Regions from separate parts of the Oryctolagus cuniculus genome. Here region 2 is linked to region 1. The links are chromatin contacts, called in public Hi-C maps. All regions are on one chromosome and are shown on one strand. Each heading gives the region's core, a stretch centred on a gene start, on an enhancer-like site or on the middle of the called end of the contact. The rest is flanking DNA. Distances are from core to core; before and after follow the strand shown.

Region 1 (4,272 bases), core at 880-3,379:
GGCCCAAGGGCTTGGGCCCCTGCACTTCTGTGGGAGAACCAGAAGAAGTTCCAGGATCTTGGCTTCAGCCTGGCACAGCCACGGATGTTGCAGCTGTTTAGGGAGTGAACCAGCAGATGGAATATCTTTCTCCCTATCTCTTCATCCTCCTCTGTCACATGATGTTTCAAAAAAATAAAAACAAAAGAAAGAAAAAAAAACTAAATAAGACACTGCTTGACATTCTGAAAAATTTATAGTCAAAAGGAAGAATAAAGCATATTTGTCAGTAATTCTATTGAATATGGTAAGTGTTAAGGGAGGTACACAGAGAACTGCCCAGCTCAGAGGTGTAAGGTGGTTGCAAACAGTTCCATGCAGCTTCTTCAGAGAACTTAATGCTAAATCTTGAAGGACAAGTCGCATGTAAAAGAGGTACCTCTCTTTAGGACAGAGGGAATGACATATCCCATGATGCAAAGGCACAAAGTCAGGCAAAGCACGACTCATATGTGCAGTTGCAAGGAATCCCAATAGTCAAGTGAGGGGAGCACAGGGACACTGGGAGAGACCACACCTGGAGGGCCCTGTGTGCTGCAGCCAAGGGTGTTGTTATGGATCATCTGGGAGAGTAATTGTCAAACTTTCATGTGCTACAGATTACCTAGGAATCTCCAAGATGCAGGACCAGAGTCTCTGGGCCTCAGGTGGGGCCTCTCAGGACAGATCCTCCTGGTCCCAGGTACAACAGTGACAAGGCACATGCCCGGAAAACTTGTTACAGATACAGAAGCACAGCAGCCTCACTGCAGACCAGCTGCATCAAAAGTTGCATGTCCACAGGTTCCCACAGCACATAAAGCACGTGCAAATCAGAGAATAGCAGATACAGAGCAGTGGTTGCAGCTCGGCTTCCCTTGGGCATTGCCTTGAGAATATTTTTTAAATGCAGAACTGGGCCACACTCATTAGAGAATCCTGAATTAATGAATCAAAGGTGAGACCTGGAGGTGTGTATTTTAAAAGTCTTCATCAGTGGTTCTGAGACACAGCCACATTGAAAATCATTGATCTCAGCAAGGGGCAAGAAAACCCAGTGCATTAAAATGGGCACACAGCAGTAGACTAGCACTGAAGTTTGTGGGCTGCTACTTAGCTCCCCGGTAACATCTCACAGTGCCCACCATGTCGGTCGGAAGTCCATCCCCAAACATTTGATGTGACAGCAGAAACCCCGGATGTCTTTTCATATTGAAAGTGAAACTGTGCTTAGTTTTCTGCCAGCACACCTTAACCAAAGGTCTGGCGGTTCCACCAAGCAGAAAAAGTAGGACTCTCTCCTTTTCTAAGCTTTATGTTTAAGGATTTGTTCAATACAAGGGACTTCCTGCCTCGTGTGAGGTACTGTGTTAGCAGAAGTAGGACCTACAAAGAAGTTCAAATAACCTTGTCTCATCTAGTGAGCCACAATCCCATGCTCATAACAAAAAAGCACCTGTGAAGAGGTCAGGAGTGTAAGACAAGGAGGTGGAGCAACCCACTCTCCTATTTCCCTGGAAGACATCTGAACTTCACAAGTGGCTCAGTGTCTCAACCTAGCCTCTGAAAAATGTAAAAGGCATTGCAATAATCTTAGAAAAGGGAGGGACATTTACTTTTAAGCCTGACAACTTAAAAACGCATTTTAAGCACTCGTAAATTGCTGGGGGAAAATCTATTCTATTAACTTTTTTCCAAATAAATATCAAAGAAGCCTTATAAGTTGTATTAAGACGAGGTTTTATGATTTCTTTTTATTAATAAGTAGTTAATACCGTAATTGTTTCTTTGCATAACAGAACTATTATATAAAATGAATATATTTAAGATAACTACATACTCATTTCTTCCCTTTCTATGAAGTACGTTTTCTTTAGAAGCCAAATTTGTGCCTTGGAAAAGGCAGCCGAGGAGCCAAAGTTGTAATTTTATGAAACCACAAAAGGCTCTTCTAAAGGGATCTGACTTGAATACACACTGCAAGGAAATTAATAGTCTCAGCTCAAACATCCTCTTTAATCCGTCTCCTTCTGCTTCTTGCAAGGAGGGGAAGAATGCCGTTGTCAAGCTAACTTAGGAGAGGACAAGTGTTGAGCAACATGCTGTTGGCGTGAGGCCATGAAGTCCTTTCTGGGGTATCTCAGCAGCCTTCAGGGAACTGCCAGGCCAGAGATGCTTTGTGTGTCATTATCAATTTGCACTCTGATTTCCTAACAGTTCAAGAGGCCTTTTGACAAAATCATCCATTTAGGTCTAATAATAACTCTGGATTTTTGCTAAACGTCTCACAACCTGGGAACAGGCCCAAGAGCTAAACATACTTACCCTGCATGAATTCCTTTCACTGAGTCCAGAGAGGACAGCAAAGCAGACTCCAATATCGGGGATGTGTTCCCTTTTTGGAGGTCTTTTCAGAAGAATCTTTTCGGCTCATTTAGAAAGTCCACCTGAATTAGCAGTCATTGTGGGTCACGTTGCTGATTTCCAGACCTATCCTGCGTTGGTAGCAGTTAAAATGCAGTAGGTCCCTACTTCCTACTGCATCATAGAATTAGAATGTATAATGGGTTGAATTGACCTCCTTCCACTTAGGTAGTCACAAAACATCTCATTCATTTCTAGTAAGTTACATTATCCACTGACACCTGTCTCCTGAGGCTCCTATTTCATACCAGCAAGCCTTTTCCATCAGAAGGCTCAATAGTGATGTTGATTCACTTTTGTCCATAGGAAAACACAGACATAGCCCAGCCTCTGACTCTCAAAAAAAAAATCTGTGAATTTGTTCAAATATTTTCCAACTGCCTCTTTCTTGTAGCACACCGTTCTTTTCTTCAAGGCAAAGGTCCAGCACTCCTTTGGGGATTACTTATGTTGTCACGTGAGGATCACAGTTCCCTTGTGGTCCACGGAGAGTGCAGCCCACACGTGCAGCACATGGTGAGGGAGAAGACCAGGGAGGAGAGCTGCAGAAACAGAGACCAGTGCTGGTATGCGAAGTGACCAGAGAGCAGAGTTCAAGTCTGAGATTGACAGGCCGGGCCTTACATGGTCTTGGACCTTAGCTTTGTCTCCCAGATCATTGTACCTTTGCAGGACAGTCCCTGATCTGAAAGGTCACTTAGCTTTTTTTTTTTTAACCTGTTCCTTCTGTCACCTTTTTTTCTCACTCTTTGAAATATCTAACATAAAATGATGAAAAGGCCCAAGAATGAAGTAAATAAATGCAGTTTATAAGAAAAAAAGAAAAACTCCCATACAACTTCTCTGTGAGCATTTCCACTTATATAGCACCCCCGGCTAGGTCCACATCTCAGCTCATTGCATGGATAGTGAGTCCAGAACCACTAGGTGGTCTTCCTCAGGCCGAGTGGACACAGCTTTCCAGGAGGTCCTGTCTTTGTGAACAGCTTTGCTTTCTGGAGGGTAAGGACTGAAAGCATCCGTATCATCTCCCACGTGCCTGCTTCTCAGTGAGAGGCAGGTCCAAATGTTCATGTCAATATTTGCATAGACTACAGCTTTTGAAATGCTGTAACTGCTGTGAGCAGTGTGCCCTCATGGAAAAGAGCCGTTAGCAATTCAGCACATTTTGCTTTCATTATTAAACATGATGACGAGGAAGAGAAGCTTACATACTTAGAATATATCCAGGTTCTTTCTGTAGAGTCTGGAAGTATGTTAAAATGCTGAAAATTACTAATAATTAAAAATTACCTATTTTCTTTTGGGGGATTAATTCAAGGAAACTACCCAAAACATAGAAGAAAGCCCTTTACATCTGGGTAATCAACTTTAGGGTGTTTATAACAATAAAAGGTGGAAAACATTGTGAATGTCCAAATTCGGGTATATAATTAAATAGCCCAAAGGTTATTATAATTAAAATCTATGGAACTATTTAAAATAGTTTTAAAAAACTAAACATATTACCATATAAAGTGATAAAAGGGAAAAGACAATATATTTAAAGTGAAACTAGTACATTGGAAAAGGTGTAAGAAGAAAATCCTAAATAATAGCTTTAGTGGGACTTGAGTGGTAAGACAGCTGATGATATTTACACAAAATGTACATATTTTATATTGTTAAAAGCTAAGTGTTCTTTTTAAGGGGTATAGTAGAGCTGAATCTTAAAGAATGAGAAGAAAAGGATTGAGAACACATGAGCTTCTTTCCAGGTTACAGCATTTAATGAAGGTTATTATTTTTCATCTTCTCTAATGTCTGTAATCAACCAGACCCCATTTTATT
Region 2 (4,272 bases), core at 501-3,000, 190 kb after region 1:
CTCTATGTAGCTCTGGCAGTATCTCATTTACCTTAAAAAGACAGAAACTGTGTCATATATCAGCAATTAACAGATGAAACAGCTAGACTCTGCATAATGGTTATCTGAATTCAATACATTTATTTTACAGATATGGAAACTGGGCTCAGAGAGTCAGCCGAAACTCAAGCCCCCAGTGGCGGAGCTGGGGATAGGACACAGGCCACCTTTGTTTTACTGCATCTTATTTTTATTTACTTTCATTTTATTTGAAAGGGAAACAGACAGACACAAAGAGAATGGTCTTCCATCCACTGCTGTACTCCCGAAATACTGAAAACAGCAGGGTTGCGGAAAGCCAGACCCAGGAGCCTGAACCTCAATCTGGGTCTCTCACGTTGGTGGCAGGGACCCAAGTACTTGAGCCATCATCTGCCTCCTCCCCGGCTGCACATTAGCAGCAAGGGGCAATGGAAGTGAGGTAGCTGGGACTTGAACCAGGCACTAGGATACAGGCTACCAGCGCCCCAAGCAGTTAGTTACTTAACCAATGCGTCCACACCTGCCCCCAAAAGCTTTCTTAATTGGAAAGCACACTGGCTCCTTCCCTTCCCTCCACAGTTATCTGACTCAATGAACCAGTTATTCACTAATTTTTATGAATCAACCTGAGCCTGTGAAAATGCCACCTCATTGTGGAGTTGCCAGAAAACCTACCAGCAATACCTTTTGAAAGACCTGACAGATACAAGCACTACAGAGAGGTTTTGAGGTTAGAAAGAAAAACTTTCATCCATCTCCAGCCGTCCACTGAATCAGGAGCAGCCAGTGGGCTGGGGGTGTGGTCCCCATCTGCACCAGGCAGGGTTGAACCCATTCACCGTGTGCCTGCGCGAGGAGGGGCAGGTGTCACGTCCGACTCTGGACAGTCCGCACGGCGGCAGCCCCCTAAGGATGCACCTCATGTTAGCAGTTCACAGCCACCGAGCTAAATCGCTGGTGCATTTGTTAGCACACCATTTGCTTCATCATCATTTTCCAGTGTGCTGGGGAAAACGCTGGCCCAGAAATCACCAACCTGGAGGCTGTGATCTGGGCTGGGCCACCCATCATCTGCACAGGATGAATAAAGCCCTTTGGGTCACTGACCTTGGTCCCCTTCACAAAATGCAGATGCCGATTTAGGACACTGTTATCCTTTCTGGGTCCTGACCCCGCAGGACCATCTGTTAACAGCTCTGTCGCCTCACCACTGGGGATGCCCCACTCTGAGACGCAAGCACAGCACTGCTTTCATTTGAACAGGATCCACAGGGTCCTCAGAAGCCCACGGAGAGACAGGGGCGCCATTTAGCTATTCATGAATTAAGGTACTCTAAGCGTCAAAAAAAAAAAAAAAAAAAAAATCTGTGAGTCAAACAGATAATGAGAACCTCAAGAGGGCTGGTGCTAAGTCGGGCCGAGAAAGCAAAGTTAACAGTCACGTTGTGAATGAACCATAATGAGGCATCTCAGGAAAGCCGCGCAGCTGCTGCCACTATAACCTAGAATTTAAGAATGAATGCTTCGACATCTCCTGGGACCACAAATCACACCCTGATACTGTCAAACGATGACCTAAGAGCGGTGACCTCAGAGGCCTGTTCAATTAGGAGGACTCTGAAATGCCTGAGTCAATAGTAATACCCGGACTGCCGGCAGCAGAAACCTGGGGAAGCCTCAGCAGTCTGAGAGAGCTTGCAGACGCTGATGTAAACACGCCGCCTTATATAACGGGGCGGTGTAGCCAGAGCACCCGGCTGCGGTGCTGTCGCTGGTACCCATCGAAGCCAGATAATTTATAACACTTGCTGGTTCCAGGAGCATTTAAAAAAAGGGGGGGGGGGTAATTTTCTTTTTTTTTTTTTCTTCCTCAGGACTTCTAGCATGTTCCCTTGCTCCACTCCAAAAAAACCTGAATGGACACAGAACAGAAAAATCAAACATGTCCATGGCATCTTCCAGACGTAGCCATATCCTTCTGTCCAAGAGAGCAGATTCCAAGATGGTGGACAGAGTATGAAAAATAAAACAAGTGCATGTGTTTTCCCAGATGGGAAGGTGACAAACTTTTATTGGTAGCTGTACCAGGCATTTATGGGTTTCGGACTGGTATTTAAACCATCACCTTCAAGCGCAAAATCAAGCCAGACACCTGGTTGCCAGCTTCTTTAAAACGTTTAATTTGGAGCGTCAGTTATATAACATGACAGTTTAACTAAGGCAGTCAGATGAGGCCATTGTTAATAATGTTAAAAAAAAAAAAAAAAAAAAAAAAAACCAAGGGTGGGGGCGCCCATTCTGCCAAGAAGGTAATGATGTCAATCTGCACAGCAACTACCAGCATTTTCATGAACAGGATGTAGCCACAGGCTTCCTGAAGCTCCTTCCCTCATTTGCCTAGGCAAAGCAGGCACACAGAGACAACAGACAGGCTTGGCTATTTTATTTAAAGGACCCCAGAATCTGACTCCCTCCAAATGATGTCCTGGAGAATTTCCTGTGCAGTCTTCGTAACAAATAGCATCTTGACTTTTGATCTGTTTTTGTAAAAGCTTTTTTTTTTTCGTTGGGTCAGCACAGCCCTAGGAAACAGGAACCCTACAGTCCAAGACATCAAAAGGAACTTGATTCATGTGTCCATTTCACTGAGCCTTGAAGTCAACCAAGAGCTCAGGGCATCTCTCTCAGTAGCGGTAGTTCACAGAATAGTCTTAGAAGACTCACTGGGAGCTTCCTAGGCTATATCCAACTGTGCTTGTGTAAGAAGTCCCTCACGTCACCTCTGGTAAAAAGGCAGAATACAGAAACCGCTGTATCTTAAAGGGATGACCTCTGTCAAGCACAACAATGATACTGCACTTAAATCCACTCGCAGTCGCACTGTAATTGGTGAGGGGCTGATTCCATCTTTGCAATAACTAAAGCAGCAGATTAAGTACAGTTTCAGGCCAGAGAGCAGGTCTGCAGTTGACCCTGTAAGGTCAGCCCGCAGTGAAATATGTCTTGAAGAGTCTGACGGGAGAAAAAGAGAGCAGAGGCCAGAGTCATCTCCGATTTTAAACAAAGAAGTAGCAGCAAGATGCTCGCGCAGAATCTGGCTCCAGAGTCTCTCTACTTAAAAGCATCCTCAGCCTTTGAAAAATATTAAAATGCTGCACTGAAGTTGAGCAAAAGGAGTGAAAACACTCACTGCTGGGTGATTGTGCATATTTCATTGGAGGCAGCAGCTCTGTGGAATTCATTCATTTCAAAGGATGACTGTCCTATTGTGCAACCTTGCAGGACTTCTGAGAATCCAGTCCAGCTCTGAACTGCCTACTAAATTTTGGTCAAATGGGCACAGTTGCTGTGGGTCTCAATAACTCAGAAAAGATGCAAAATACCGCAGGCTCAGTCCAAGCAAAAAGCAATATTTAAAGCGGCTCCGGTTTCTCCCTAAGGTCTGAGTCGGACAATCACAAAACCGACCGGAGAGCTACACCAAACCCAATTTTTGCAATGAAATACTCCAGTCCAGTATGAAATAAGACAAGTTCACAAAGCAGTCTGTGGCTCATGGTAAGAGTGTGATGCATTATTTGTAGTACAGCTGTGCACTGAGCCTGTTTCAAAGACAGCAGGAGTCCTGGCTCCCCACCCCCGACCCCCACTCTCCCCCCCAGGAAAAACAACAGAGAGCAAATCTAAAATTAAATGACAATGGATTCTTGATCTATGTCCAATTCTGGGTAGCAATGCGCTCTACTGTACTTCCCCTCTTCAGCCTCTTGTCTGGTGCCCGGTGGGTGCACACAAAGACACAGACACACACAAGCCAGGCATCCTGCAGGGTCAAAAACAAAAAGGCAGCTAAATTGTCCCCGGGGTGGTTCTACCTGCCAATCCCTGGGGCTCCAAGGGCTAAGCTCTAAGCTGACGGGGCAAGGTGTGTGTTGATGGTGGGACGTGTAGGCAAGGAAGTCTAGACAAGAAAAGAAACAGACGGGAGAGAGGGACCCCAACAATCCGCTCTTCACCGAAGGTGCGCCCGCGGCTTTGATTTCCACCCAATCTCCCATCAAGGCTACAAGGTCTTTGTAAACTGCCTCCCCGCGCCAGGCCCCTGGGCACAGCCCGAGGGGACACCTTTGTGTGTCTCCGAAAAAGGGCACCTTCGGAACAAAGGTTTAACACCTGCACGCTGCGAAGAACAATGGCTGCGAGAGGGACCGAGTCACTAGGGTCTTAAAATTAGAGGGGGATTCCCAGATC

The links. Hi-C and Micro-C count contacts between places; a contact is called where the count stands out from the background.
Region 2: a contact with region 1 is called in a Hi-C map of embryonic fibroblasts, with 3 times the contacts expected there. The contact joins two enhancer-like sites. A contact is called at or near these places in 4 of 6 Hi-C or Micro-C datasets (ear pinna, embryonic fibroblasts, psoas muscle and 1 more).

The regions. Positions count from the first base shown.
Region 1 is chr2:189,841,317-189,845,588 of mOryCun1.1, forward strand. No RefSeq gene overlaps it. Among named protein-coding and RNA genes, the nearest start is that of TRIB2, 190 kb to the right of the region's middle. Within about 2 kb of position 2,130, at least 1 of the 8 cell types and tissues checked has an H3K27ac peak or open chromatin away from gene starts, as enhancers often do.
Region 2 is chr2:190,028,676-190,032,947 of mOryCun1.1, forward strand. The region is part of intron 1 of TRIB2 (tribbles pseudokinase 2); the gene reads right to left. Among named protein-coding and RNA genes, the nearest start is that of TRIB2, 3.6 kb to the right of the region's middle. Within about 2 kb of position 1,751, at least 1 of the 8 cell types and tissues checked has an H3K27ac peak or open chromatin away from gene starts, as enhancers often do.